Regions from separate parts of the Mus musculus genome. Here regions 2, 3 and 4 are each linked to region 1. The links are chromatin contacts, called in public Hi-C and promoter capture Hi-C maps. All regions are on one chromosome and are shown on one strand. Each heading gives the region's core, a stretch centred on a gene start, on an enhancer-like site or on the middle of the called end of the contact. The rest is flanking DNA. Distances are from core to core; before and after follow the strand shown.

The links. Promoter capture Hi-C pulls out the DNA fragments that hold promoters and counts their contacts. A called contact is a pair of places that touch in the nucleus more often than the background predicts.
Region 2: a promoter capture Hi-C map of pre-B cells shows a contact between it and region 1, with 6 times the contacts expected there. The contact joins the promoter of Cby3 here to the promoter of Tbc1d9b in region 1. A contact is called at or near these places in 13 of 39 promoter capture datasets (the 3T3-L1 cell line, the C10 cell line, cranial neural crest and 8 more), 4 of 15 datasets of contacts at CTCF or cohesin (embryonic stem cells, large pre-B cells and pro-B cells), 14 of 484 Hi-C or Micro-C datasets (the G1E-ER4 cell line, the N1E-115 cell line, Th1 cells and 5 more), 16 of 115 datasets of contacts at active chromatin or transcription factors (the HPC-7 cell line, T-cell acute lymphoblastic leukemia, bone marrow-derived dendritic cells and 9 more) and 3 of 9 other capture datasets (adipose tissue, liver and pancreatic islet).
Region 3: a Hi-C map of Sertoli cells shows a contact between it and region 1, with 4 times the contacts expected there. The contact joins the enhancer-like site here to the promoter of Tbc1d9b in region 1. A contact is called at or near these places in 18 of 39 promoter capture datasets (the 3T3-L1 cell line, 3T3-L1-derived adipocytes, the C10 cell line and 11 more), 3 of 15 datasets of contacts at CTCF or cohesin (CD8 T cells, the NIH/3T3 cell line and embryonic stem cells), 10 of 484 Hi-C or Micro-C datasets (the G1E-ER4 cell line, the N1E-115 cell line, Sertoli cells and 7 more), 21 of 115 datasets of contacts at active chromatin or transcription factors (DN3 thymocytes, the HPC-7 cell line, SST interneurons and 12 more) and 3 of 9 other capture datasets (adipose tissue, liver and pancreatic islet).
Region 4: a contact with region 1 is called in a Hi-C map of cerebellar granule neurons, with 2.2 times the contacts expected there. The contact joins the enhancer-like site here to the promoter of Tbc1d9b in region 1. A contact is called at or near these places in 7 of 39 promoter capture datasets (the 3T3-L1 cell line, 3T3-L1-derived adipocytes, the C10 cell line and 4 more), 2 of 15 datasets of contacts at CTCF or cohesin (the G1E-ER4 cell line and the NIH/3T3 cell line), 11 of 484 Hi-C or Micro-C datasets (the Ba/F3 cell line, the G1E-ER4 cell line, the N1E-115 cell line and 5 more), 5 of 115 datasets of contacts at active chromatin or transcription factors (the HPC-7 cell line, the NIH/3T3 cell line, embryonic stem cells and 2 more) and 2 of 9 other capture datasets (embryonic stem cells and pancreatic islet).

The regions. Positions count from the first base shown.
Region 1 is chr11:50,129,632-50,134,955 of GRCm38.p6, forward strand. Tbc1d9b (TBC1 domain family, member 9B) reads left to right here and starts at 1,729. Exons shown (of 22, transcript NM_001290760.1): 1 at 1,729-1,925. The coding sequence starts at 1,808.
Region 2 is chr11:50,356,086-50,361,360 of GRCm38.p6, forward strand. Cby3 (chibby family member 3) reads left to right here and starts at 1,676. Exons shown (of 2, transcript NM_029691.1): 1 at 1,676-1,718; 2 at 2,955-3,617. The coding sequence starts at 3,169. The coding sequence ends at 3,591. It overlaps Mir804 (microRNA 804), which reads right to left and starts at 1,794; the gene lies at 1,700-1,794.
Region 3 is chr11:49,959,475-49,965,043 of GRCm38.p6, forward strand. It overlaps Rasgef1c (RasGEF domain family, member 1C), which reads left to right. Exons shown (of 14, transcript NM_029004.1): 5 at 924-1,124; 6 at 1,680-1,754. Among named protein-coding and RNA genes, the nearest start is that of Rasgef1c, 60 kb to the left of the region's middle. Within about 2 kb of position 4,192, at least 5 of the 459 cell types and tissues checked have an H3K27ac peak or open chromatin away from gene starts, as enhancers often do. A contact at or near this core is called in Sertoli cells, where this site is marked.
Region 4 is chr11:49,876,324-49,882,351 of GRCm38.p6, forward strand. Mapk9 (mitogen-activated protein kinase 9) reads left to right here. Exons shown (of 12, transcript NM_207692.2): 8 at 1,908-2,090; 9 at 3,379-3,503; 10 at 4,896-4,959; 11 at 5,808-5,876. Among named protein-coding and RNA genes, the nearest start is that of Rasgef1c, 22 kb to the right of the region's middle. Within about 2 kb of position 1,413, at least 34 of the 459 cell types and tissues checked have an H3K27ac peak or open chromatin away from gene starts, as enhancers often do. A contact at or near this core is called in cerebellar granule neurons, cerebellum and hippocampal neurons, where this site is marked.

The sequences.
Region 1 (5,324 bases), core at 479-2,978:
CGCTCCAAGGTGGAACAAATACTTGCAGTTCTTAAATTACATTTATTTAGTTAATTATTATTTTATTTTACTTAGAAGTCAAAGGAACTTGCAGGAGCTGTTTTTCTCCTACCATGTGGGCTCTGAGATCAAAGTCAGGCATCTCACTGGTTCTCAGGTACTTCCAAATGCTTTTTATAAAATTATTATCATTCTTCCAAATTAAATTTTTTGTAGATTTCTATCTATCCATCCATCTATCTATCCATCCATCCATCCATCCATCCATCCATCTATCCATCCATCCATCCATCCATCTATCTATCTATCTATCTATCTATCTATCCATCCATCTCTCTCTATCTATCTATCTCTGTCTCTATCTCTGTGTATATGTGTGTGTGCATCCATGAGTGAATGCTATTGCTGTTAATTTCAGCAGCCAGAAGAGAGTATCAGATCCCCTGGAGCTGTAACCCCCCCCCCCCCAATCTCCATCTTTTGCTGAGCCATCCCTCAGTCCACTACTTCTAAATTATTTTTGGTCTAGAACTTGCTAGGTAAACCATGCTGGTCTCAACTTCACAGAGATATACCTGCCTCTGCCTCCCAAGTCCTGGGGTAAAGGTGTCTACCACCATGCCTGGCTTACTTCCGAAATCTTGAGGGTAGACTTCTCCAGAGAGCACAGCAGCATTCGTCTGCGCGTCCAAAGTCCTCATTGAGGACTTACTATCAGGACACATTAATACAATGGGCTGAGAATCCAGTATCTGAGAGATGATGAGTTTAGTTATGTTTCATACATGGATATCATACTCACTCCCTCATGGAGTAAGATGATGGACAGCCAGACTGACTGGTTGCTGTGTACTCTGTCAGGATAACCGGAGTATATTGTACTTCAAAGTTGTAAGGAAAGCCATGTCTTGAAAGCTGAGTCACAAGCCGCGTTTCAGAAGGTTGTGGCTCACTCTGGCTGTCACCCATTACATCTGCTCAAACCTCCCAGAATGAATTTATCTCTCCTTCCTTTTACCCTCCTGCCATGTCCAGGTGACATGGGGACAGCTCATACAGCTGTCTCCCTAGCCTTTACCAAAATAAATATGGTCCGCCCCTTTTGTCCAGGCGGAGTCATTTGCACCTTTGAGTCAGAAACTATCTTGTTCCTAATTGTTTAACCGGGCTCTAGTTCACAGAGCCCGCAGTAGCTAGTTTTGCTTCATGGTTCAGTGGCAGAAGCCCTGGGCTGGGATCTGAAGGTGAATTTGTACTGTCAGAGACTGCCGCCTTCAGGCCAGGAGAGGTAAGAGCAGGGCACTGCGCCCCTAGATCATACTGCTGTACGCTTATGAAAAAAATTAAGTGCTCATCTGTGACCTCAGCCTCAAGGCCACCCCAATCCATCTGTCAGATGGGGTGAGCGCACTTATTTCAAAGGGCACCAGCTGCGCTTCCTGACAACTGGGCTCTTGAGGATCCCAACCTTAGACTTGAGTCAAAATCCCGAGGCTGACCAGGCGCTGCTGTACCCTTCTCCAGACGCTTTTTGCCACATTAACTCGCCTGGGCTGCACAGTAGGCAGAGAGCATGCGATCCCCTCCAAACTGGACAGCGGCAGCAGGGCTGGAGGGGACTGCCAGGCCAGGAGAGGTCGAGGAGGGCGACGCTGTGAGCCAGCGCGGCCGCTAGGGGGAGCCAACCTTCGGGCCGACGTCTCGACCCCGCCCCAGCCTCTCGGCTCCTCTCGGCTCGGCTCGGGCGCGGCGACGGCGGCGCGCGCTTCCGCCTCACGGGCTCTGGCCCGGTGCGAGCGGCCGCGGGATGTGGCTCGGGCCCGAGGAGGTGCTGGTGGCTAACGCGCTATGGGTGACGGAGCGGGCCAACCCCTTCTTCGTGCTGCAGCGGCGCCGAGGCCACGGCAAGGGCGGAGGCCTCACGGGTGAGCGGGGCGCGGGCGGCCGGGCCTGTGCGCACCGGGCCTGGCGGGGCAGCAGGACGCGACCCGCGGGCACGCGCAGCGGCACAGGGGGGTCGGAAGGCGGGTGGGGAGGACGATCCCGGGACAGGCAGCAGGGGAAGGACACCAGTGGCCTCCGCCGGGACGTGTGCACAGTCCTGTAAAGTCACATAGCAACCAGAAGCCAGCAGGGTTCCCCAGCTCGCCCTCTGCCTCAGTTTCTCCAGCTGCCTCTGAGGGACCAAGTGGCATAAGCACACGTTTCCTTTTGCCCTCTTTACTCCTAGTTCACTGAAGAGTTGCCTCTTGGCGAAGACCAAAGATGCCCTGACCTCCCCTTCCTCCGGTCTCTCCTCACTTGATGCCGTCAGAGCTCCCAATTCAAAGCTTGTTTTTGCATATTTATCGGTATATATGAAGTGTCCCTCAGAGCTACCCCGGGTGCCTCTCGGGTATCTGAGCACTACCACTCACACAGAAGCAGCTGGAGTGGGAGCCTCTGACTTTGTGTGACATGTGGCATTGTGGGAATCTATTCAGCAGGACTTGTTGGAAGCCCCGTGTGTCCCAGGGCTTGTCAAGTACTCCAGATCCGGCCCTGCAGCAGACCCCTGTACGTGGACCCTTCTGGGTGCCAGATCTTTCAATATGGAAAGTGAATTTTCTGTGAATGCCCTGGTTTTGCAGGGTGGCAGCTGACAGTCCTGCAGATGCAGTTGGTGGCCTCACCTAGGTGACATCAGCTGCCAGCATCTCATGAGCTACACTTCTTAATGTGGAAGGGACTGTACCTTTTCCAAGAAAACTCAATGTTCCCTTCCACAATCAGGCTCCTTCCCGGAGGGCCAAGAGATGACTGGAGTTGATGCTAGGCCTGGCTCCAGGACCCAATGTTTATTGAGAGTTAGGTAGCAGCCCTCTTGAACAGCCCAGTGATCAACCTTGGAAGCTACCATAAGGCCACTGAGGAACACAGGGCACCGTGGGACAAGTCCCTTTTGTTCTAGCATTCATCTGTGTCCAACCGCCTCCCGCCTCTCAAGGCTGAGCGTCCAGACTACGGTGCCAGCCATTCTGTGAATTCCAAATCACATTGAGCCAGGTTTGTGCAGCCTGCCATGGCCATTGGGCCATCACAGCCTCCTGAGCACTGTATACCTAAGAGATTCATCAGGAACGCAGGTTCCTTCGAGCCTCTTTTCAAAACTGACCAGCCTGGCCTGGAGAAGTGGGCTCAAGGGCTGCAAAACCAAGGTTCAAATCCCAGCACCCATATGGTGGCTCACAACCATCTGTAACTTTGGTTATAGAGAACCCAATACCCTCTTCAGGCATCCATGGCCACCAGACACAAACATGTGCACAGATATACATGTAAACACATAATGATCTGGGCAGTGGTAGCTCATGCCTTTACTCTCAGCACTTGGGAGGCAGAGGCAGGCAGATTTCTTGAGTTCGAGGCCAGCCTGGTCTACAGAGTGAGTTCCAGGACAGCCAGGGCTATACAGAGAAACCCTGTCTCGAAAAAAAAAAAAAATGAATTAAGTCAGCCGTGGTGGTGCTTGGGAGGCAGAGGCAAGTGGATCTCTTGAGTTTGAGGCCAGTCTGGTCTATAGAGTGAGTCCAGGACAGCCAGGGCTACACAGAGAAATCCTCTGTCTTGAAAAAAAACAAAAAGGCCGGGCATGGTGGCACACGCCTTTAATCCCAGCACTCGGGAGGCAGAGGCAGGCGGATTTCTGAGTTCGAGGCCAGCCTGGTCTACAAAGTGAGTTCCAGGACAGCCAGGGCTATACAGAGAAACCCTGTCTCGAAAAACCAAAAAAAAAAAAAATAATAATAATTAATAATAATAATAATGTTTGCTAGTCTGAACTTCTCATTAAAGAGTGGGTGTGAGGAGGAGGGTCATCAAGTTAAGGTTTCAGGTCCTGCAATATGGCTCTGCCAGTAGTTTATGCAGAGAGAGACTAAAAGAATGTCCCCAAGACCCAAAGGAAAACCTCACCGTGAACGTTGAGAAGTTGACTCCGAACCATAGTAAGGCTTGAACGCACCTTTTTCTTTTGTTTTTGAGGTAGTCTCAACGATTTTAAGCTTTGGCAGGCCTGGAACTCATTACATAGACCAAGTTAGTCTTAAATTCACAGAGACCCACCTTCCTGGTGTGTACGCAGGAGCCCCTGCGTGTGTGGGCGGAGGCCAGGCGTGGACACGAGTGGCTCCTAGAACTCTCCTTCCACCTTGTGCTTTGAGATGCTTAGTTGGCCAGTGAACTCCAGAGTTCGTCTCTGCTCTGCTCCCCACACTCAGGTTACAGACACAAGTAGCCACATCCATCATCATATGGGTCCGGGGATTCGAACTCAGATCATCCTGCTTGCATGATAGGCATTTTGTTGCTGAGCCACTCTCTAGATCTCTAACTGCAATTTAAAATGACTATTTTTCTTTTTTTAACATTTTAGTAAAACAAATGAAAAACCGTTTGTTTGGATGTTATCTATTTTGTAACTGTCCATTGCATTTATTAAAGATGGGGGATCAGGTAAAAAATGGTAGGTTAGCAAAAAGTATTAAAAGTGAATAAGAGATAGAGTGGTTCTGTGGGCCGAGAAGACAGCCGCGGCATATTTTCAGATCCCACCAGACACAGCTACTTCCTCGAGAAGTAAGGAATACGTTTCAAACAGGAACAACAGGCAGGGTTTTTCGATTACATCATTATTTAAGTAATCAAGAGCAGGATCAGGCAGATGGTGGTAGGAGATAGGGGTTTCCTGCCCATTTGCCAGGAAATGATGATGTTGACAAAGAGCACTGCCACAAACTGTCATCAGGCCAAACGGTAAGTGGCGTGGGTCAGGAGAACTTGAAATGCCCTAAAATGCTTTGGTTCTGAGAAAGAAAGAAAAAAACAAACTTTGTAAAAATCTGATGATCCTGAAAATGTTTCCTTACCCTGTTCAGCCATGACTTTGAAGGCTGCCCCAGTTTTCCAGAATTGCAGGGTGCATAATTGCACATGACTTCCTGGGCTTGATACCGAGGGTGTTACAATGTCCTCGCTCTCTGAGGAACCAAAGTTCTCAGCCAGCAGTACCAGAAGGAGGGGACATTCTTAAGAGATGATCTGGCAGTCACTTAAAAGATAGTGTGGGGCCAGCAAGATGGATCAGAGGGTAAAGGGGCTTGCTGCATGGGCCTGCAGATGTAAATTCAGTACCCAGAGTCCATGGTGGAAAGAGAAAAACAGCTCCTGGGAGTTGTCCTCTGACCTCCTGTGTGTGCCACTGATAAAAATAAACAAAATAGTTATAAAAGATAAAGTGTGTAAGCTAAGTATACTGACCTACTGGTGATCCCACCGTGTGAAAC
Region 2 (5,275 bases), core at 426-2,925, 230 kb after region 1:
AGGGTAAGAGCACTGATTGCTCTTCCAAAGGTCCTGAGTTCAATTCCCAGCAACCGCATGGTGGCTCACAACCATCTGTAATGGGATCTGACACTCTCTTCTGGTGTGTCTGAAGTCAGTTACAGTGTACTTATGTATAGTAATTAATCTTTAAAAAAATCATTAAAAGTAGGATTTGAAAAAAATTAAAAAGTTACTGGAAGAGTATACAAATATCATGCAGGAAGCCCTGGGCTCAATCTGCCCCCAAAAGTTTCCATTGCTACACTCTGGACTAAGGTTGCACTAAAATTCCTGGAGGGCAATCTACATGTGTTCTAGAGCAATACCAGATTCCTTATGCTCACCTCCCATCCACCCCATTGCCAAGAATGTTGGCTTAAGGTACTGTGTGCCACAGCCTATAGGCTGGAGCTGCTCAGGAGACTAAGATGGGAGGAGGATCACTTAGGCCTAGGAGATTTGAGCCAGCTTAGGCTAACAAAGTGAGATCAGGTCTCCAAAAACCCAAGTAAGGGGCCTGAGATGGCTCAGTGAGGGAGGGGCCTGCTGCACAAGCCTGAGACCCTGAGTGCAGAACCCCAGTTCTCATGGGATTGAGTGAGTGTGGCAGCCTGCATCTCTAACCCCAGTGCTGACACGGGACACTGACACACACAATCTGCAGGGTACAGCAATGTCTGTCTGGAACTTAAGGGAGAGACAGAATGAGTAAGATCCCTCTGCCCTATCTTCATTAATACAACACATGACTTTCATAGCTGGCCAGAAGTCGAGTGGTACCCAACTCCCACCTTGTTCACAGAGTGCATCTCTGGGAGCTCTCTCTCACCTTTGATGTCACTACAACTCCAAGAAGACACTTCCCTGGCAAAGGTGGGGGTAGAAGATCCCTACAGCTTTTTGGCCAGCTGGCCTTTTGACTCTGCTAACTCCAGGTTCAGTGAGACTCTGACTCAAAAAATAGGGTGGAAGACCAGGCAGGTTGGTGCACTTTTGATCTCAGCACTCTAAGGCAGAGCAAGTGGATCTCTGTGAGTCTGAGGCCAGCCTGGTCTACAGAGCTAGTTCCAGGATAGCCAGGACTCCATAAAGATACCCTGCCTTTATGTTTATAATAAGTAAACAAACAAGTAAGGTGAAGAGTGATCAAGAAGATACTGGAGGTTAGCTTTTGGCCAGAGGTCACACTACCCATACTCCCACCTTCCACATAGAAGCCAGAAACATATGATTATAATCCGGCTGGAAGGCTAAGGCAGGAAGCAGGCAGATCCCTTTGTTGTTGTTTTGTTTTGTTTTTCCAGATAGGGTTTCTCTGTGTAGCCCTGGCAGCCTTGAACCAGGCTGGCCTCGAACTCTTGAAACCCACCTGCTGCCACTGACTGGCTCAGGAGGATTCTTACTAGCCTGGGCTACAGGGTAACCTGGGCTATCCTGTCTCAAAAGGACCTAAATCAAAACAAAGATTTAAACAAAATGAGGGGTGCGATTTTATGATTGAACGTCTTCCCTCCCCCAGAACAGTGCCTGGAGCACAGTCAATGCTCCGGAAACTTCCCGTAACTGAACACACTTCACTGTCTACACCACCTCTACCCTAGGAGGCCTGGCAGGGAGGCATTGTGAGTCACAGCTGGCAGACAGGTGGGTGCCATAACCCAGAAATGGGGCCAGGCCTGGGACAGCAGCTTGGGCACCGCCACCACATCTTCCAGGTGAGGAACAACTCACAAGGAATGTCAGGAAACAGTCTACTGGGGAAGTTGTAACCTCAAAGATGGATGTGTAGGGACTTCCAGAGACTCGCTCCATGAGTTAAATCAGGGGGTGGGGGAGAACACCTGTCTCTGCCCACCTGCACAATTCTGTTGGGTTTAATGAAGGTGTGGCAAAGGAAACCCGACAGCAGTTTTCACTCCTGCCCTCGATGGCAGGAGAGGTATTTGAAAAACCACACTGTAGAATCAGCACTTTATAGGTGTTGTGAGAAGAGTTAGGAAGCAAGTAAGATGGGTTCTGGTAGTTATCTGGGCTTTAGATTCCTATCAGTAGTTGGCTAGGAACAAAAGTTAACTCTAGTGTGCAGCATTCTAGTTACTTGAAAGCTAAGTATGGGTCTAGGCTAAGGCACCTACCTGTCTGTCCTATGATGTCATTGATTACACTGGATGTTAATACACGCCTTTCCAGCTGGACCAGGAACATCTTGAGGATAGACAAAGGCTGTGCTTGTGGTATCCTCTGTGCAGGCCAGACCTGGCATGGAGCAGGTGCCAGTGCTAGAATGTGCTAGACATCTCACCAGACAGATGCTCTGCCGAGTTCACACTAACCCTGACTTTGCAGCCATCAGCAGCCTCCCTTAAAGAATGACAACCACAATGTTCAATTTCCCTGTACTGTACCGAAAAATGCCCTCTGGCTCACCTTTCTAGCCTACGTTTCTGCTATTCTCGGAACCAATCCTATTTGTCGGCTCTTTCATGCATCTGGAACATGACAGCCCTTTGCCTCACAGCTGTCAGCAAGAAAAGGCCTGTCCTACTTGCTTGGCTACTGATCTCTACTTGTGGCCCCCTACCTGTGGTCTCTTCCAGCATTTCAGAGAACGTGGTTTCTGGGCCTTTACATTATCTCTTTTTTTGTTTGTTTTTCGAGATAGGGTTTCTCTGTGTAGCCCTAGCTGTCCTGGAACTCACTTTGTAGACCAGGCTGGCCTCGAACTCAGAAATCCACCTGCTTCTGCCTCCCAAGTGCTGGGATTAAAGGCATGTGCCATCACTGCCCAGCCCTACATTATCTCTTACACACCTACATCCTAGATAAAGGGTCCCGGGGAGGTAATTTTGGTGAACACGGCTGGTGTGACTATGCAGGAATGGGCTCCCCTACTAGCCTACAACTGCAGAGTCTAGCCTGAGCAGGCCGCTCACAGGCCATTTGCTTTCCAGCAGTGCCACTGGCTCGCCTTCACCATTCCAGAACATCAGGGTTCCAGACACCCGCGCGCCCCGCGTGGCCCACACCACCTTCACCCTGGAGGCCTTTGAGTGCCTGGCGGCGAGCCAAGCGGGCCGCCTGTGGAAACAGGTGAGGCAATTCTGGGTCGACCACTTCTCGCGCCGCTTCTCGCCGCGGAGGCCACCGCTGCGCCATATCTCATCCATGTCCACCTTCTATCTGCTGGACCACCGCACGCGACAGGCCGAACTGGGGCTCAACTACGGCGAGCCGCGCACCCGACTGAGCGACGAGGCCTTCGTTTTCCGCGGCGGCCGCTGGACCCCAGAGGGGAAGCGCGCAAGCGCGCGCACGCCTCTGCCCTCCTCCACCATCCCGGCCTGGAAGCCACAAGTGCAGCCGATTAAGAGCCAGGTGCTGCTGGAAGAGAATAACTACCTGAAGCTGCAGCAAGAACTGCTCATGGACATGCTAACAGAGACTACGGCGCGCATGCAACTGCTGGAGAAGAAGGTGGACGCGGATAACAACCCTGCGGCCCCGGCGCGCTCCTGGAAGAGAAAGATGCCCAAGCAAAGGGGCGCGGGAGTACTTATAATCCAGCCGCGCGCTCTGGAGTCGCGGTGATGCAATAAAGTTGTACCTAAAGCAGGGCCGCGAGTACGCGCCTCGCCTTGCCCCGCCCCGCCCTGGTGGCCCGGGTGGTCCACTTCCCTTGAGCATCCGGGTTTTCCTTGGGTGGAGCTGCGTGTGGCAGAGATAAGTAGGAGGGGGAGTTAAAGCGCGTGAGACGCTTGGGCAGTGCGGGAGAGGGCGCTTGGATTTTTCTCCAAACCTTAGGTTCTGCTTTCCCACACTCTTTGTTTTGTTTTCTATTGGCGAAGACTGTGATTTTATCATACGTGGAATAAAGACTTCTGTTTGACCCAGCATTAAAAAAAAAAAATGTATAGGAAGGGGTGGCGCACGCCTTTAATCCAAGCACTCGGGAAGCAGAGGCAGGCAGATCTCTGGAGTTTGAAGCTAGCCTCTATAGACCTAATTCCAGGCCAGCAAAAGCAACACAGAGAAACTAAAAAAAAAAAAAAAAAAAAAAAAAGCATTGGGGCCACACATAGCATATATGTGTGAGATGGTGTGTGTGTGAGTGTGTCTCAGGAAAGTGAGACATAGCTCAGTGTTAGAGCACTTGTCTAATTTATACAAGGCCCTATGTTCAAACTCCAGGACTATAATTCATTTTAGAGATGGGGTTAGGTATACCAGACTGGAACTCATAATATCCACCTGTCTTTCTCCACTGCCATTTTTTTCTGATAAAAATGATGTGTCACCACACCCAATAGCAAATAACTACTTAAACATGTTTCTAGTATACTGGATGTTGTAGAAGAGCTGATAATACCCAGGAGAGGCTGAGTCACGGTATTTGTGTATTTGACTCTTTGGGGGCGGGGTGGGGGGGCTCTTCTTTAGTGACCAAATGCACATCCCTTGTAGGAAAGACCCACAGTGGGTGGTGAACTCAGAAAGCAGAGGTCATGGGACCAGAGCCTCTGTCTACAGACAAGCACTCTACAGTTCAACCTGCCTGCCAGCTCAGGTAGCAGGTAGCAGCTGAGATTGGAGCAAGGGCCAGAAAAAAAAATGGTCAGTGGTAAAGAGTGCTTTGCAGAGTGGAACACTGCATACATGTGTTTGCACCTGTAATCCCAGGTAGCGCCTGGAAGTCTGAAGCAGGAGGATTGTCTTAAATTCAAGACTAGACAGGTCTACATAGTTGCAGGCCAGCCTGAGCTACAGAATAAGTCCTTGCCTCAAATACACACACACACACACACACACACACACACACAGGAGCTTAATTCAGAATGGATTTGAGGACCCCTTTTCTGAAATACCTGGGACCCAGGAGTATATAATTTTTTTTATTGTTTTGTATTTTATGAAATTTTGCTTTATGTTTTGCCTACATGTGTGTGCACCATATAATTGTCCCGTGCCCTCTGAGGTCATCAGAATCCCTGAAACTGGAGTTAGGGATGGTTGTGTGTAGCAGTGAATTAGTTAAACCACTTTGGCTCCTGGCATACTTGACCAAAAGCTCTCTGGAACACACATAAGCCAGCTAACTTTGATATGCCTTGACTAGCTCAAAGGCTGGACATTTCTAATCCTCCCCATGGCTGTGACTAACATACATTTCTCCTCAGGATTCCTGGCTTAACACCTCCTTTTTTTTTTAAGACTTATTTATTATTATACCTAAGTACACTGTAGCTGTCTTCAGATGCAGCAGAAGAGGGCATCA
Region 3 (5,569 bases), core at 2,942-5,441, 170 kb before region 1:
GGGCCCTGGTGCCTGCCAGGGCCCTGCACTGAAGTGTGCACCGGCACGCACACAAACACATATGCATCTAATTTGTTTTTGTTTTTAATTAAAAGAAATATCTTTTTTAAAAGACAGAAATATGGTCTCTGAAGGAGAGCTGGCGGGTTTCCCATTGTGAGTGGGGGGTGCCCCTAGGAGCCTCTTGTCCCTGCCCCCAGCTCAGGGGGCAGTCCAAAGCAGGCTGGCCCTCCAAGCTCCATGCTGAGAGAGTTTGTCCTTGCACCGTTCACTGAGTGCACCCTGCATGCCCAGAGATGGGCTGGGTTCTTATAACAAAGATGGCGCTTCCTGCCCCACACAGCATCACAGCATCATTCTAGCTGGGGTCCTGTGAGGAAGGTGGCATTGCCAGAAACTGAGGCAGGAGAGTGGGCTCCTCCCCAGGATGGTTCCCACTTGAGCCAGTAAGAGGCCAGTCTTCCAGGGCTGGGTCTGCCCTGTGCCTTCCCATCCTCCTCTTCCTTCCTTCGCTGGTTTGCCCGACCTTCTCTGCCCCTGAGCCCAGAAATAGCTGGTACATTTTAGCCAGAGATGTTCTGCCTGAAGCATTTTCTCAGCCCCCACCTGTAACCCACAGCCTTCTCCCCAGCTGGCCTTCACTTCAGCCCCAACCACCACTTGACTAATGATCCCAGGGTATTTGCTGGTACCTGGCTTTATCCACAGAGGCAACACACACACCCCATACACCACACACAGACACACACACCACACACCACACAGACACATCATACACATACCACACACACCACACATACACACACCACACACAGTCAACACACACACACACACACTTTGGAGCCCAGGAGCCTGCAGCTGGGGTTGAGTTTGGGATGTGGGTCTTCAGGCCTGAGTGCCCTCTCCCCTCACCCCAACCCTAGACCTACGGGAGCAGGGTACACCAGCTCCTGCAGACTCTGCACCAGAAATTGGCGTCACTTGGCCAGGGACCAGAAAGCCTGGTGGGAGCCGACAAGCCCATCTCCTACAGGACCAAGCCTCCAGCCTCCATCCACAGGGAGCTCCTGGGTGTCTGCAGTGACCCCTACACGCTGGCCCAGCAACTGACCCACGTGGAGCTGGTGAGTGGGACCCAGGGAAAGAGCCACTAGAATAGCAAACACTGCCCCTAACCTGTCTTTCCTGATCTCAGCATAGCCCAGCATAGCTCATCCAAGTCCAATGTATGCCTGCAGAAGACTCTAGAGCGGTCCCTCAGGATTCTTATGCCTGGGACAGGAGGACTGCAGGTGGCAACTAAGGGTCTAGGCTGAGGACAGAGGAATGGGGTTCAGACTCTCATTCTGATGCCATTCACTGTGTGATCTTCTCAGACCTAAGGAACTTGCCATTTAGGACACACACACACACACACACACACACACACACACACACACACAGGGCTGGAAGTAGGGGGAGGTTGCTCTCCCAGTTTTCCAGAGCAGCAGCTGAGACCTCCTTCGTGCTGGTAAAGGGAATGAGCTGACCTCACCCCAAACACAAGGGGTCCAGAGGGAAGACAGCACCTCCCTGCCACACTCACACCCCTGACTGTGCCCTTGATGCCTCCCAGCGTGTGCCTCCTCCCCAACGTGTGCCTCTCCTTCTTTTCTGACTCTTCTCCCCTCCCCATGCAGGAGCGACTAAGGCACATTGGGCCCGAGGAGTTTGTCCAGGCTTTTGTGAACAAGGACCCCCTGGCAGGCACAAAGGTAAAAGGTTCTTGGGAGAGCTGAGAATACAGTGGCCTCTACCCAGTGGTGGCCACGAGGTGGGAGATCTCACGGACATCAGCTGGGGAAGCCTTGATGCTGCCCGGAGCAGAATGGAGAGCATCCAGCCTTTCCAGCTCAGATGTCCAGCACAAGAGTCCCAGAAAGCCCAGGGGACTGGCTAGACATACCCACCAGATCACTCACCCAACCAGGGTGGAGGGAGAGTCGGGAAGCCCACTGTCACCTTGAGTCAGGCTTCAATGCAGGGTAGAGAGAAGATACAAGGTGCACCTAGCATGGTCAGACCTGAGGGTCCTCCTTGTGCATTTCGGCAGGCGCTGGTGCCCTCTAGCGGCTATGATGGGAAGTGCTGACTGGTGCTCATTGCTTGAAAAGATTGGGAGGGTAGAGCCACACTAGCATTGAAAGCTAGTTTATTTTTCCTCCTAGGGCCCCAGCCACAGAAGGAGGGCATCTAACCAATTGGCTAGATCCAGTCAGAACTGGAAGCATCTGTCATTTATTGCCCCGCCTGAGAGAGAGAGAGAGAGAGAGAGAGAGAGAGAGAGAGAGAGAGAGAAAGAGAGAGAGAGAGAAGAGAGAGAGAGAGAGAGAGAGAGAGAGAGAGAGAGAGAGAGAGCGCAAATTAAATGCTGTAATGGGAATTGCTCTTTTTAAGCCGCCCATACTTTTGGTAAAGATCACAGGACTTTACTAGGCAGATGAACAATTGCGTCCACTATGCAGATGTGCGTCTTCAGGCTAGGAGCTGGAGCTCAAGGGCAGAACCATTTCCTCCCACTCAGGAACCCCCTAGGTCCATTCTAGTGCCAATCCCTGAAGGGAAGGGAGGGGGATCGAATCTCACAGGTATGTAGTTGAGAATTTGAAATACTTGACATTCTTATGAGATACCTGTCCATATTCTTGTTAGGTGCAAGTGCTAATTTTTAAATATTCATTGTAACACGAGATCCAAAAATATATCAGTGACCTTTCCATACACCGTGATGTCCACTGGACTGTAACACACCTTGAATATGTGATCTTATAGCACCATACATCATTTTAAAAAAACACAGAGACGCTGAGTAGAGCAGATCTCCCCACTGTTGGGTTGAAAATCTGAGGAAAACCCTGAGGCTGTCAAGCTCACAGAGGTGGGTGAGGGCTTTGTAAATTCCCAATTTTCTCTTGAAAGCTTGAACTTCTTCATTGGCAACAAATGCTGTGAATTGTTTTCTTGGAAGTGACGGGCTTCTTATTCATTTTCAAGGCAAGATCAGCCAAATGCTGAAGTCTGAACAATGGGAGTTTCTCTGTCATTCTTCAAGTCAAAATAGTATTCAGTGAAAACCAGTGGTCAGTTCAGGTGCTCGCTCTTAAGACAGCAGGTTTTAGGGTTTTTTTTTTTGTTTGTTTGTTTTGTTTTGTTTTTGTTTTGTTTTGGCATGTCAATTCTGTAACTGACAGTACTGACTAGGACTTTGGGGGAGGGGGAGGCTAGGGGTTAACCCAGAGCCTCTTGCATGCTAGGCAACTGAGCCACCACGTGGTGCTGGGAGCTTCTAGCAAGTGCTCTTAACCACTGAGCAACCCCACCAGCCCCTGAAATAATATTTATTTTTACTTCTGTGGCAGCATAAAATAGAAATTCCACTGGTATAAGAGGACAGGAATAGTCTATAGATCCCCCTCCATACCCCAAGTCTCTGAAGTGCTAAGACTGTTACTTAATGCAGGAAACCCCTGCTTGATTTTACTTATAGCATCAGCTTGCACCCCAGGACCATGTTATGCAGAAGTGTTGAGAAATGACACCCTTCTTTTCCTAGTTTTAAAAGGACCACTTTTAGCAGGCCGTGCTAGAGTGCTTGCTATTAGAGGATTTCTTCAAGTATCAGAAAGGTGCCTTGCTTCTTAATGTGTCAAGAGGTCTCACATCGGATTCTTTCTCTGGTTCTATTGCCCCGCATAGATTAAAGGCAGTAGAGATAGTCTCAGATGTGCCGATATGCATCGACATCACATTAACGAAAAGGATCCAACACGTGTGTCCTCTTGGACTTTGGCCAAGAGCCAGCCCAGATATGAATTCTCCTACCCTTCTCCATGTGTCTTCTGTCTCTGTGTGGCTTACGGTTTCTGTCCTGCCTGCAATCTGTCCGTCTGTCAGATGTGTCTGAATCTGTGCCTTCCTGAATGCTGTCTTTGTGAATCTGTCCCTAACAAAGGGCTTGGCTCTCCTCTATTAGACAGCTTTACAGGAGGAAGGCACGATGACTGCCTCACAGAAATACTTTAACGGTTTTACATGGAGTAAAGCTACCCGTTCCAACCTTCCCAGATAACAAGAGGTCCTGCAGACAGTCTATCTTTGTGCTCTTTCCAGAACTGGTGGCAGATAGTTATTGTACAAGGTCTCTTTTGTCCTGTTTGCTATTTTCAACAAATGGTTATCATAGCATACATTCAAGGGCACCACGCATTGCTCTGGGCCAGGGGCATGGAAGAAAAACACAATTCAAGATTAAAGCTTAGGCTGCAAAAACTGCTTCTGTGGGAAATCTCAGACAAAGATGGTTGTTACATTGCTCTCCCAGAGGTAGGTGGAACGGACAGGCTGAGCACACAGCAGGACACCAATCAGCCTTAGGACACCAATCAGCCTTAAGTGAGCTCAAGGTGTGTTACTGCCTTGGTTGTAAGGTCTAGCAAAAGCTCCCAACTCTTGGATGTAAGAGATATTGTCATAATAATGCATTGTCACAGAACTCACATGTTGCTCTCCTCTACACTACTGACGGTTTTTTACTAGCTTTGAAAGATCAATGTTGAATCTATCTTACGATTCTGAAATACGCAAACCAGGACAAACCTCTGTGTCTCCGTATCCCTGAGTCCTGGGTGCTGCTTTGTTTTGAGATTCTGCCACCATTACTCATGAGTGAGGCTGCATGGCTACTCCTCTGCCTGACACTATTTACAGCCCCTCTTACTCTTTCCTCTGTTGTGTGTCTTACTGTTGTGTGTGACTGGAATTGCCTATTGCTGGAGCATGGATCTGCTTTTGCCAGAGAAACCTCTGAGACTGAGTGTTCTCAGAGGAGTAACTTTCATTAACCCAGTCAAGTTTTTCTTCTTGGATTGTTTCTTTGTTTAATCTCACTGTTATTTAGTAACCATATGGCTGTTTAGGTTTTCTATCCTCTGCCCCAAAGCAATTCTGAGGATGGAACTTAGGAGGTTCCATAGCCTAAGCAGGACCTCTACCCTGGAGCTACACTCCCAAGTCTCCCATTTGCGTTTTGTTATTTTGTGACAGGCTCACTAACTAGTTCAGCTAGGCCTTGAACTTAGGCTCCCTCTGCCTCGGCCTCCTGGGTAGCTGAACTCTGTCTGCTTTTCTCTTTTCTCTTAAGTTACTTTGTAACTTTTTATATTGTCTCAATAACTTAACCTTTTCCCTTAAATTTTCCTGTTTACAGATACAGAGTTACTCACCGACAACTATCCTTTTAGATTTCTGCATCCATGTCGGAGTCCCATTACTAGTCTTTGTGATTTATTTCTGTCTCTTCATCAATATAACAATCACATCACTGGGATTCCAAGTGAATGCGACCAAGCTTGGTGTGTGCCTGTGCATGAGCATGCGTGCTTGTGCATGTGTCTGTGCTTGAGTGTATGTATGCATGTGTGTGTGTGTGAGTGTGTGTGTGCTTGAGAGTGTGTGTGTGCTTGAGTGTATGTGTCCTTGAGTGTGAGTTTGAGTGTATTGTGTGCTTGAGTGTGTGTGTGTGAGTGTGTGT
Region 4 (6,028 bases), core at 163-2,662, 250 kb before region 1:
CCCCACCTGCACCCCATGCCACCTCCTGTCATCTATCAAAATGACCCTGTAGCACTAAGCCAGACATACTGAGTTCCTGCCCATTTCTAGGCACCTCATCCAAGTGATGGGGTAAAAGGCTCACTGCCAAGATGACTTGAGGGTAGGTTTTCTGTGACAGTAAGAAGTAGGGGACAGAGCAGAAGCTTAGAGTCACCCAGAAAGAAATGGCAAAGGCTCACTCCAGGCCAGTGGACTGATAGCACAGTTGGGCCTGGAGGCTGCGTTTGCTCTGAGGGCCTGCCCTTCAAATGACTTTGTGGATTTGGAGCATCCAATCTATGAAGTGTGGAATTCAAAGGAGAGATTTGGAGTAAGGAAAATGTGGGAACCGTTGGTCTGGTGCTAAGCATTGAAGAGATGAGCAAAGGCTCAAGGAAAAGGAGTCAGCACTCAGAACTGACACCGGGTTTAGTGGGCGCCTCAGGCAACCTTTGTGGAAACAGTTGTCAAGATGACTAAGGAGGGAGGTCTGAAGAGAGTGTGCTCTGGAGAGCACGAATGGGTAAGGATTAGAGATGCAGGTCTCAGAAAGCAGGGGCAGGGAATGTAAAGGAAAGTGCTTGCTGTTAACATGGAAGAACATCATGCTTGAGTGAGAACAGAAGGTTCCGGTAGCGATCACGTTGGGGTTAGAACAGCAAGAAAGAAGAATATGAGACAGTTGTCCTTCAGTAGGTGAGAGGGTGAGGTAGGTGGGCTTGGCTTTTAGCCAGGAGCCCAGATGGTTCCCAGTGGTAAGTAGCATAAGATATGGGGGTGGGGTATCATAGCACTGTTATGATTAGTCTTCCCAGTGAGCGCTGAGCATGAGGGAGAGGTGTTAAAGTATAGGAGAGATACGCGTGAGCCAGGTGTCCTGTTTTGGCTAAGCACCTAGATAAAATGTGTGCATCATTCTGATTTGGCAAAGCATGTGGAAGGAGAAGAGGAGGAGGAGGATTTTCTCAGAACTGAGTTTGTGTGGCTGCCCTAGGTGCTTTCCCAGTGGTGTAGATGCACATTCTGAGAACGCCTGATACATTCCAAGCTCTTGCTTATGTGATTCCGTAGCTTGCATTGTCTCATGTACCTGTTTACAGCTTCACTGTCACTTTCCACAGTCCCAGTCATCCTAAGTATAGCAGGCATCCTGAGAGCAGGCAAGGCTGGGGTCAGCTGCCCCAGGAGTGAGGAGGTTGCTCTGAGGAGGACTGACTCCAGCACCCTGACTGGGTAGTGCATGCTGGCTGTGAACCCCAAGTCACTTACTCTGAAAGGAAGAAAGAACACATTACTAGATGCTGAAGGGATGGACTGCTGCCAAGAGAAACAGAATGGCCTCTGAAACATCATTGTCTAAGGCAGTTTCAGGAGGGAGTGTGGTCTGAGATAGGCCAGAACCCAAGCCCCTCCCCTCTCCATGCTTCCCTTCCTTGGACAGCCTGTCTCACAGGCTCTGCTGCCCAGCTGTGAGAGAGGTCAGATTGATTCATTTAGAGAGAGACCTGTAAATCTCAGGTAGCTTTAGTAGGAACATTGATTTCAGTTTGCTTATGTGATATTTATTTTCTGTTTAATCATTTATCTCATAGGTTAAATCATTTGTCATAATTTTATTTTGAATTATAATAGGAAAACATAGATTATGTTGATTTAATGAACCATGATCATACTTTTTAAGATTCAGAGTATAAGAGTTTTTGTTAATGGATTTAGAAATCCAAACCTTATTTAAGTCTTATTCCAAAATGTTTCTGCGGATCCTCTAGGATGGCCTAGTTACTTACTTGTTCATAGATATGTTAGAACTTTCCTTTGCATGAGAGGACTGTATGTATTATGACTATGAAGCATTTTAGTTGTATTTTCCTCAAGAGAATCCTTAGATATTGATCAATGGAATAAAGTTATTGAACAGCTAGGAACACCATCCGCAGAGTTCATGAAGAAACTTCAGCCAACTGTAAGGAATTATGTGGAAAACAGACCAAAGTACCCTGGAATCAAGTTTGAAGAGCTCTTTCCAGATTGGATATTTCCGTCAGAATCTGAGAGAGACAAAATAAAAAGTAAGGCACTCTTTTATCTCGCACTTGTTTCTCTAGCTCTTAACTCTAAAGTCCGTGTATGTCAAGAGGTGCAGTAATGGAAACCCTGAAATAGAGGCTCTCAGAGTCTGACATTCAAAGGCACCACAGAGGGAATGCTTTAAAGGACAAAAGTCTTGACCTTGCTAAAACATTGTCACTAAATACCCAGAGCAGTCTAGAAACCCCTTAGGTTACGCAGTGAGTGGGAAAACACTTGCCTGCAAGTGTGAGGATTTGAGCTTGTCTCCCCAGCATGACTCAAAGCACAAGTGTGGCTGCCTGTGCCTGTGACCCACACTCTGGGGTGGAGAGCAGTGGTCCTGGAAGCTTGGTGACAGCCAGTCTAGGGGAACTGGGTGCTTCTAGTTCAGTGAGAGACCCTGTTATAACAGAAGGAGGGGAAGAACAATAAGGCAAGACAGCCAACTTCCCCTCTAGCCTCAGAGTACATCTTACACTCAAACATTCATGTGCATATATCATACACGTTCACGCACACACATAAGACCCATATTGTGATGTCACCAATCTGAATTCAAAACAATTTCAAATATAAAGAATACTTCAATAAGGATTCTAGACAGAAACCATTGAGTGTGGCCCAGTGGGAAAGGCCCTCACTGTCCTAATGTGTCCTTCCTAGAATGTGGTCACCTGAGAAAAAACAATAGCTTTGCTGTCCTCCACACCGGGGTGAGCAGCACCTTGGTCACAAAAACCCCAGCTTTTCTTTGTGAACTTTTCATTGCTGAGACCTTGCTGAGGCTTCTTATTACGTTAATTAGCTTCTTGATTTTTTTCTTGGCTACTAACCTCTAGATTAAAAACAAAAGCACTGTTTACAGCTAGGCAAAGCAGTGGTCCCTGTGAGGCTATACTCTGGGACTGTGGGTTACTCAGAAGGTTTTAAATTTGTTCTAATGTAACACAAAGAATAATACTCCTGATACTTCATGTCCATACTCCTGGCAACACCATCCTAAGAGAGGTGCTTGCTACCTACTGTACTGTGGCTTCATAGCTTCAGGTCATCTGGACACTGGTCTGAGGTTACCTAGAACCCCCACCTCACATGCTAAAAGCCTGGTTTGTAATAGTGGCCATTGGACTTTTAAAGGTTGTGAGCCGTGTTGATCTTGAAACTCTTAAACATTTTCTGAAGTCAGCATGTCTCTTTACTGTCCATACGCTCACATTTGATTCTTTATTGTGTGGCTTCCTCTTTTCCACGGTAGCAACATAAGTACATCATTTGTTTACATCCTAGCAAGTCAAGCCAGAGATCTGTTATCAAAAATGCTAGTGATTGATCCAGACAAGCGGATCTCTGTGGACGAAGCCTTGCGCCACCCGTATATTACTGTTTGGTATGACCCCGCTGAAGCAGAAGCGGTAAGTTCTCTGGAAAAAACGTCTGCGTAGAGGGCTCACTTTAAAATACTGGGCCCACTGTCTTTGGATCTTCCTTCTGTTGGTCCAGAATGGCTACATGAGGATAGCAAGTTGTTACTTTTAGGGCCCTGACTTCAAAAATAGAAACCTTGCTACCTGAGGCCTAGGTTGGCCCCTCTCTTGGCACTGCTGCTGGGGCTGAAGCTGCAGAGCTCAGGAGTGCACTGTGGTGGATGTTGGCCTTATGTTTATAAAGCTGATGTGTAATAATAACTTAGGAAGCATCTGCTCATGCCTGGCACTGGGCCATGAGCTTTGCTTACATCTTAGTCAGAGCCTCAAGTCAGAGAACCTAAGCAGCCTTCCCAAGTGACACATTAGCTCACATCTCCCCACCACATCTGGGCATCTCACCCTCTTAAGTTTTCTTCACAGCATCCCTTGTAGATGTCCTTTAGTTATGAGTAAAATACTAACACAGTGGGTGTTCACTTCATGCCAGCTGGGGAGCACTGTTGTAGCCTGGGTATAGATGTAACTGCCATTGTACTGTTGTGTTACATCAAAAGAATCAGGTTTATGAGCAGCCAGGCTATGGAATGTTCCATTCGCGAGCTGCTGGCTTGGGCATGGGTGTCCTGTCAGGAAGAACTGTGAACTGGAAGTATATTCTAGGAAAGTACCACACCTCCCTCAGCCCCCACGCAGTTGACCTCAGAGCTGCCTATTGTTAGTAAGTTTGTGATTCCATTTGGGCTATGTCTGCAGAACATTTTGAGGTCATGTGATGTACTGGCTAGTTTTGTGTCAACTTGACACAGGCTGCAGGTATCACAGAGAAAGGAGCTTCAGTTGAGGAAATGCCTCCATGAGATCCAACTGTAAGGCATTTTCTCAATTGTTGATCAAGGGGGAAAGGCCCCTTGTGGGTGGTGCCATCTCTGGGCTGGTAGTCTTGGGTTCTATAAGAGAGCAGGCTGAGCAAGCCAGGGGAAGCAAGCCAGTAAGGAACATCCCTCCATGGCCTCTGCATCAGCTCCTGCTTTCTGACCTGCTTGAGTTCCAGTCCTGACTTCCTTGGTGATGAACAAGCAGTATGGAATTGTAAGCTGAATAAACCCTTTCCTCCCCAACTTGCTTTTTGGTCATGATGTTTGTGCAGGAATAGAAACCCTGACTAAGACATGTGATGATTGAGATTTATTATTGATGCTTGCTTTTGGTTAACTTTCTGTAACTGTTTTTTAAACTGATAAAATATTCTTTCAAAATAAACATCTAGAACATGTTAACTAAACTAAATCCATAAGTAGACTCGAAACATTCTAAGTAGCGTTATCTTCCGAGCATGGCCCATTAGTTTTGAGCTATCGACCTGACATGTCGTTTCAGCCACCACCTCAAATTTATGATGCCCAGTTGGAAGAAAGAGAGCATGCGATTGAAGAGTGGAAAGGTAAGACCGGTCCTTTCTTAGGACGTCCCATAGTCCACAAGAACATGCTCCCATAGCCCTATAGAACATGCTTTTTACTTTTTATTCATACTAGCCTCTTAGGAAGGACCTAGAAACCCCAGGGTCTTCTCTTCCCGTGTTCAGCTCAGAACAACTGTGACACCAGCAGTGTTAGAGTAGAATATATATGACATCATACTTTGCTTCAGGTGAAGTGCAAGGACTTTTCATGATTTCCCATCATCACATACTGATAACAGGCCTGGAGGTCAGTAAGCATATCACACTTCTTGATAGCATGGGAGTTTAAAGCAAACCCAGTATACAGGCCACATATTCCTTACAAGATTCCTGTCTAAACAGATATGGGGGAGCCCAGACATGGGACATGTGATTGTCTGTGTATATTAAGACATGTAGTTATGTTTTAAAATCTAGTTTGGAGGAAATTGCCAAAAATAGGCAGGAAGGTATTACTAGAGCTTTAAGATGTGCTACACAGATCAGTGAACTAAGTTGGTTAACAAAGAAGCAAAACCTGGAGGCTTTCATCATGACTTGGAAGCAGGGTTAAGAGTAACTAAGGGCCATAGTCAGCACAGGTCACCGTTGGTCATAGACCTTCCAGACTGGCCAGAGTGGGCCAGTAGCCCACTCATGCACACAGTCATCATGGCAATGAGCATCATCTGTGCTTACAAAATGCTGCTAATGTCAGCTCCTAATAACGCCATGTGGCAGCCAAAGGAAGTTGAGGCATCCCAGGGCCAGGCTGGTGCTTGAGATCTGGAGGCAGAGTTCGGTGCCGGGGAAATGACAAGTGTCTTGACTTCTGTTTCTCTTTGAAGAGCTAATTTACAAAGAAGTGATGGACTGGGAAGAAAGAAGCAAGAATGGGGTAAAAGACCAGCCTTCAGGTTGGTGATTGCTTTAATTTTGTTGTCTAATATTTTCTTTGTCTATTCAATGCTTATAAATGTCAGTGATGTGTTAATGTCACTTGGGCCACCTTAGTGTGACACTGTCACCTTCTGGCTTGTCCTAATGCTGGTGGCAGTGACTTTGCACT